Linked DNA regions of Mus musculus: region 1 is linked to region 2. Evidence: chromatin contacts called from public promoter capture Hi-C data. All regions are on one chromosome and are shown on one strand. Each heading gives the region's core, a stretch centred on a gene start, on an enhancer-like site or on the middle of the called end of the contact. The rest is flanking DNA. Distances are from core to core; before and after follow the strand shown. Region 1 holds the start of Ankfy1 (ankyrin repeat and FYVE domain containing 1). Region 2 overlaps Spns2 (spinster homolog 2).

Region 1 (3,858 bases), core at 431-2,930, 220 kb before region 2:
AAAAGTAAACACGCAGTGTACTAACCTTGGCCTGTATGAATTCCCCACAACTGGAACCTGAGCACAAACACAATTAAGTTCTCAATACAACTACGGACTGAGAAACTCCCTCCTCCACGACCTGAAACTTGGTCATGCATTTCCCCAACACGCAGATTCCTTCTTAAAGGCTCTACACTGCTCACGATCTCACATCGTGCCTTCCTGAACCTTCCTCCCAAACCTCGCTGCTGAGCAACAGGTACACAACATTCCGTGGTGTGCAAAATCATCTAGTTCATTTTTTGAACAGGGTTTCATGCACTCCAGGTAGGCTGTGAATGACCCTAAATTCCAGATCCTTCCAAGTGCTGAATGAAGGAACTACAAGCAGGCAGGCATACATCACCACACCCAGCACTTTCAGTCACTTCGCTTTCTCCTCCTCTGTTGGACAATGTTCACCACCTCCAAGGTGTTTAACAGATAGAAAAAGTAAAAATGAAAACAGAATCCAGTCCCAGCCATGAATCTGGCCTCAGTTCACTTAACTATAAAGGGCAAATAACACACCTGGCAGGCCTACTTCGTGTCACTCTTAAACCTAATTCAAATCTGAGAAGACTACACAAACTGTCACACTACCCAAATCTCAGATCAAGAAATGATGAGTTTAATCAACACTTACCAAAAAATACAAACAAAAGACAAAAACAAAATAGGCCAGGTCTAGATCAAGTAAATCTTCAGCCACTCAACAAAGTCCAACAAGAAGTATTTTTCTCCAACAATGGGGTACACAGGAGAAGCACACCGGCCAGGTCTAATATTGTCTGATCACTACTAGGTAACTCACTATCTCAGGGCTTTCACCCCAACTCATACAGTAAAGCTATGGCAAGCAAAGATCCTAACATTATTCCTTAAGGGAGGCTGCACCTGAGAAACCGGATGCCTTTACCTGCAATGTCGTAAAGTACTAAAAAAGAGACGAAGGACTAAAGCAGGAGGTAAAGGAACCGAAGCCTGGCTTTAGCACACCTCTTTCAAGCAGTGTGACCTTGGTCAACTTCCTTACTGAGGAAACATCTCCTTTTGCCCCTTTGTAAACCTCAGAGAATCTGAGCGTGCCCACATTTGCTAGGGCTGCCAAAAAGCTTAAAGACTATTACAGCGCACGCCCAAGAAGCCCGTCGTCCAGCTGCAGTCCCGGCTCTTCCAAGGAAGAGTCCCAAGCTCTTCCGCAGGCAAGAGATGCACCCTTCCGGATGCAGGACCTGCCATGACAGCAGTTTCGATTTCCTAAGGAGAGGGGCACTTCCCTCCCCGTTCCAGCATGGCTGGCACAAGAAGCTCCTCTACAGCTTTCTCGAGTCCCGCGGGTGCATTCGCTCCCAGGACCCGACCCCTTTCTCGTTCTGAGACTACCGGGATCGGGGTTGGGGGCGGGGGGTGACGAGTGAAGACAGACTGCAGGAGGGGCGTTGCCATAGGAACGGCGCTGAGAACCCCGGCCCGGGGAGCCCCGAAACGCTACATAGGAAGGCTCGCGAGACACGTGATGCACCGTACGACCACAGCCGGACAACCCTTCCAGGGGCTTCTGTGCCCGGCCAGTGGTACCCCTATTGCTTCGCGTCTTCCCGTGCCACCCCACAAAAAACCTACCTTCCGCCATGTCGGGCCCGGCCCTGCCTACAGCCTCGCGATAAATGCCGGCGCAAGGGAATCATCAAGTCTCGCGAGAATGGATGGAGGCGTGGCAAAGGGAGGAGCCAGAGCAGACAAGGGGTGAATGAAAGTGGAGCGGGAAGTTGCTCTAGGCGGGAGGTCCGAGTCCCACTTCGTTTTGGAAGGTTTGACAAGCGCGGACTGGGCTATCTCGTACTCCAGGCGATCGTCAGGGTAGAGCAAACATGGACTATTCTGAGGCAGGGACTGCGGATCTTTAAGTTACTTTGTAACCACGTGGGACGCTGTCCTAATACTTAAATGATAGCATTTCTCCAGGGCTTTGGGAATTTTTATGGCTAAAACCAGACAACTTGGGTTATCAAACAGGCAAACACACTGGTTACAAATATAGGGGTCGCAAAAACTGCAAATCTCTATACAATTTTATGTAAGCAAAATTGTGAGATCCCTGAGGTCAAAGTGGCAAAGCCAAATAACACTAGGAGCTAATAACGGTTGACAAGGCCATGGAGAAGGAATTCAGATTGTAAACCAGGAGCTTAAACCTTTTGTGAATGTGAGAATGATTAGATGATTTTTATAATAGCAAAATAGAGGGCTGACAATCCTAGATAGTATGCCTTTTTTGGCTGTGGAGTAGGTAGAGTGGGGAATTGAGACAGGGTTTCTCTACATAATCCTGGCTGTTCTGGAACTTACTATGTAGACCAGGCTGGCCTGACACTGATAAGAGACCCTAGTGCCTCTGCCTGGAGTGCTGCGATTAAAGGCAAGTGCCACCACACTTGACATAAATACTTTTTCTTGGCCCGGGTAACGAATATGTACTTAGCACACCTGAAGCCTCCAGGTCAACAAAGGAGAATAGAAATAATGCATCAACAGTTAAGTAGTGACTTAGAGAACAGTTAAGATTTTAGGAAGATCTGCCACAGTTAAAGAAAGCATTAGAGGGCAATGAAATGGAATAATGAAGGGATTGAGTTCAGATTATAAAAATGTAAGGGCAATGGTTAAAATTTTGAAAAGGGGACGACCCTGGCTGAAAAACACTTAGAAAATGGAAGAGAAGGACACTTAAATACATTAAGGATAATTATGTACTAAAAACTGATGTTCCGATTGTAGCAGACTACAGTAGTGAAGGAAATAACAGGGCAGTGTTAAAGTAGTGGCCCTGGATAAGCGACATGTGATTAAAGAAACAATATTTGTTAGTTTCAATAGAAGTGCCTGAGCTCAAAGCTTCACTGCCTTGCTGAGGATGGTTCATAGGTGTGTCAAATGAGTTTTTGAGATCTTCAGGTGGCTAGATAAACCAGCTTTGAGCATAAACAGACTCTTCTATCCCCTAAAAATACTCAAGCTCCTAACATTAAAACAACTTAACTGGTTGGAAAGTGCTGTCATATCTGACATCTGTTTGCAGCATGTTTTCTCTTTGCCTTGCTTTGCAAGCCCAGCAAACTTAATCTGAGCCAGGTTTTTTGTTTGTTTTTGTTTTCACTTTTTTGGACAAGTCTCATGGAGTACAGACTGGTCTAGAATTACTGGTCCTCCTGCTTTTCCAAATGCTAGGGTCAGAGGTATCCATGGATGGAGGCGTGGCAAAGGGAGGAGCCAGAGCAGACAAGGGGTGAATGAAAGTGGAGCGGGAAGTTGCTCTAGGCGGGAGATCCGAGTCCCACTTCGTTTTGGAAGGTTTGACAAGGCTCCAACTTGTTTCTAGTTGAGATACTCTTGCCCTGGATTATCCTAAAAATTTGGCCAGATCCTTTATGATGCACAGATACCAAAATCTACTATCAAGAAACTTGCTTAATAAAAACATGGTTTCTAGTATTGTGAAGAATGAGATTTTGTGAGCATTCAAGTACTGTATTTCTTTTATAGGTTATGTGTGAAAGTGTAGCATGTTTGTGGAGGCCAGAGGTCAAGGTACCTTGCTCATTTGTAGTTCACTCATTTTTCTGAGAGCGTCTGTAGCCTCAGCTGTCCTGGAATTCCTGCTGTGGACCAGGCTGGCCTCAAACACAAGAGATTCACTCGCCTCTGCCTCTGGAGTGCTAGGATTAAAGGTGGTACACCCCAACACACCCAGCTCACTGTATTTTTTTGATAGTTTTTCACTAAAACTGGAGCTCAAATATATGGATTGACAGACCAAGAAATGCCTTCTGAATC
Region 2 (3,405 bases), core at 843-3,342:
CCGGGAAATCCACTCTGCCTACACTGAGGTTGGGGGTGGGGCGGGGTAGCTAGTCTGGTCTGAAAGCTGTCCTCCCACAAAGAGGGAGGCTGGGGTGGACAGCACAGGAAGCTTCTAGCTGTTGCTGGTTTTTATTCCCAGCAGAACTGCCTACTGGCTCTGTAGGCCTCTCAGTGCCCATTGTTTCTGAGGGACATATAGTTCTCTGTCCTTTGCTTGGATTGTTCCTCCTGTACCTATCCTAGCAGCGTACAGGGACTGCCATTGGCCAGTGATACCCCTGAGGGCTAGGAAGAGCTGGAGGCTCCTCATCAGGCTGCAAAGGTGACCTGGCACATTCCTGACCCTGAATTCCTTTGTTCTTAAAGGAAGTCATAAGACTGGCAAGCTGGCTAAGTCATCTAGGATGAGTCTCTCTACTCGCTGGGGCCTCAGTGGCTCCAGCTGTAATGTGGGTACAGAAAAGTAGGGCTCAAGTTTTCTGATGGAATGGAGGAGCTTGGGAGCACGGCAGGCCTGACTGGCAGGTGGAAACACGTGCACTGCTGTTCTGGGAGCCTACCTAGCTGCAGTGATCCTACCCACTGCAGGAGCAAAAAGCCAGAGTGGGAGAGCCAGACGGCCCTGCTGAAAATGGTGCCATGTGGCCAAGGTCCAGGTGCCTGCCTCAGGTTCCTTCAGTCACTCAGTGAGGGCTTTTGAAAGCACTCCCTTCACAGGGGTGGGATGGGACATGCTAGGCCTCAGAATGTAAGCCCAGTCCTGGTCTCTAGGGACGTGTGTCCCCCTGTGGCCTTCTCACGCTGCAGCCTGACCCATCTCCTGCTGTTCCCAGTATAGCATGAATATTCTCTGACGTCAGGGGCGTCTGTGGGGACCATCCTCTTCCCAGTCTAGCATCAAGTGATATGATTTAAAGCGAGGGCTTCAGAGTCAGCTAAACTACAGTTTAATTTTGACTCAGACATACAGTTGCCCTGTGACATCACTTCTTTCAGCTGGGTCATCTTCTCTGTAAGATGAAGTTAGAGAGAGAATCGACAGAAATGATGAATGCATGTGCCAAGTGTGTGTCCAGGGCCTGGTCTGTCATAACTGATCCATCAGTGACAACTGCAGGCGTTATTAACAATAAGCATCGTGCTTCATTAACCATCGTACAATATGATTAGAAGACTTGAAATTTATATAATGTGTGTGTGAATGTGACAGTGTGCGCGTGCCTGTGACAGTGTGTGCGTGCCTCTGTGTGTGTGTGTGTGTGTGTGTCAGTGTGTGTGAGAGTATGTGTGTGTGCTTGTGTGTGTGTGTGTGAGAGAGAGAGTGTGTGTGCGTGTGTGTGTGAGAGTATGTGTGACTGTGTGTAAGAGATAGTGTGTGTGTGTGAGAGAATGTGTGTGAGAGAGTATGTGTGTGTGTGAGAGTATGTGTGTGTGAGTGTGTGAGAGAGTATGTGTGTGTGCATGTGTGTGTGAGTATGTATGTGAGAGAGTATGTGTGTGTGAGAGAGTATGTGTGTGTTCGTGTGTTGTGTGAGAGAGTATGTGTGCATGTGTGCATGTGTGTGACTGTGTATGAGAGATAATGTGTGTGTGTGAGAGTGTGTGTGCGTGTGTGTGAGAGTATGTGTGCATGTGTGCGTGTGTGTGACTGTGTGTGAGAGATAGTGTGAGGGGGAGCGAGAGAGTGGTGTGTGTGTGTGTGTGTGTGTGTGTGTGTGTGTGCATGTGTTGTCATCATGGTGAACTCCTAGGCACGTTTCATTACCCACTTTGACATTAGCAGGATTTGGTGACCCTTACTGATTCACAGGCTTTAAGTACATCAAGCTGTGCAATTCATGGTAGGACCTGCACTTTGGCTAGACAAGAGGCACTGCCTACTCAGATTGTCTCTGCCCACTCCCCACCCAGTTCAGACTGGCATACAGAAGGCAGTTGTTCCTCTTCCCCTCTAAACATGTGTAAGCCCTTTGAGACTAAGCTTTTCCTCGTCCACATCCTGATCTGATCTTGGGCAGGTCTTAGGAGGCAGAGCTGACAAGAAAGCATTCTTTCTGTAGATGTAAGGAAATAATACTGGCCCTGGCTAATGTAAACACGAGCCTTGTTGACCCAGCCTGCGCCTCGGAGGGCAGGGCATGAAGCACCTTCCCCCACACTGTCTCATCCAATACTCAAGCCACCAGAGCAGCAGCTATTTTTATCTTCATTTTACAGATGAGGAAGTTGGCGTGGGGAGCTGGCTTAGAGTGGCTCATGAGAGTCGATTGTTAAATTTTTAGGAATTGTGTGAGCCGATTGTTAGACACAGCCATTGTTAGAACTAAATCATAATAAACTTACAACTGAGTGATCTGTACTGAAAGAAGCTGATAAATTCTCAGAAGTCATCGCTTCCTAATTACTTTCTTACATCAAGACATTATCAGTGTGCTTAAGGTAAACTCCTTTTATCTGAATGGTGGAAACGCCTATGACTGAACAAGGTACTAAGCTCTGAGCTTCACATCTCTTAGGTGACTTGGCCTCAGCCGGGTAGAGTGTTTATACTGTGGAGATGCACAACCCCCAGGCATCGTGGGGCCCCTCCTCTGTCCCTTTTTAGAGAACCTGTTTCTACACATTTACCAGCACATCAATGAGGCTGACAATGACAGAGATGTGACCTGGCAAAGGAGCCTACCTAAGAAGGTGCAGAGCTGGGGTTGAACCCTATGGCGCAAGGACTGATTCTGCCCAAAGCTTAAGTCACAGACCTGAATTACCAGGTCCCCTCTCCTGTGTTTTCAAGTCTAGCGGAGAAAAGAACCCTTCATGCTACTCTGAGCAACCCACTTTGCCCTGCTCACGCCCTTCCTCTCGTCATTGCTCCTCCCCCTAAATACTGTCTCCCCAGAGGCTGCTAAACCACATACACATGAACCTAGCGTACAGAGGTCAGTGTTGTCTGGCCATCTGCCTACTGGCAGTGGGACTGCCTTCCATGAGACAGAGGGGACTCCCTGTCTGTGTAGTTGGCCTCTATTCTACCTGGATCTCTGTATCTCACCTAGAACACCAACCCCTCCCATCATCAACAGTGGCATTCTCTCCCAAGTCCCTGAACATTACTGTGCTCTTGTCCCAGCAGAGCCAAACCAGGTCATTAGTTCTTTGTTCAGCATCTCCTGCCTTCCCCGTGAGGATCCCACTCCATCTGGCCTCTTAGCCTTGTCTTCCACCCTTCCCCCTCCGTCACTTTGCTTCAGACACTCTGGCCTCTTTCACGCCCCGCAAACACACCAAGTGCACTCTAGCTCTCCTTTCCCCGGTACTTCTATGACTGTTTCCTTGTCTCCTGCAGGTCTTTGCTGAGTTGAAATGTCACCGTCTCTTCTATTTAATACTGTATGATCTGTCTTCT

The links. Promoter capture Hi-C pulls out the DNA fragments that hold promoters and counts their contacts.
Region 1: a promoter capture Hi-C map of pre-B cells shows a contact between it and region 2. The contact joins the promoter of Ankfy1 here to the enhancer-like site in region 2. A contact is called at or near these places in 4 of 39 promoter capture datasets (the C10 cell line, cranial neural crest, liver and 1 more), 1 of 115 datasets of contacts at active chromatin or transcription factors (extraembryonic endoderm stem cells) and 3 of 9 other capture datasets (adipose tissue, liver and pancreatic islet).

Annotation. Positions count from the first base shown.
Region 1 is chr11:72,687,824-72,691,681 of GRCm38.p6, reverse strand. It overlaps Ankfy1 (ankyrin repeat and FYVE domain containing 1), which reads right to left and starts at 1,680. Exons shown (of 25, transcript NM_009671.5): 1 at 1,648-1,680. The coding sequence starts at 1,657.
Region 2 is chr11:72,465,973-72,469,377 of GRCm38.p6, reverse strand. The region is part of intron 2 of Spns2 (spinster homolog 2); the gene reads left to right. Among named protein-coding and RNA genes, the nearest start is that of Gm40194, 10 kb to the right of the region's middle. Within about 2 kb of position 2,092, at least 162 of the 459 cell types and tissues checked have an H3K27ac peak or open chromatin away from gene starts, as enhancers often do. A contact at or near this core is called in adipose tissue, extraembryonic endoderm stem cells, liver and 2 more, where this site is marked.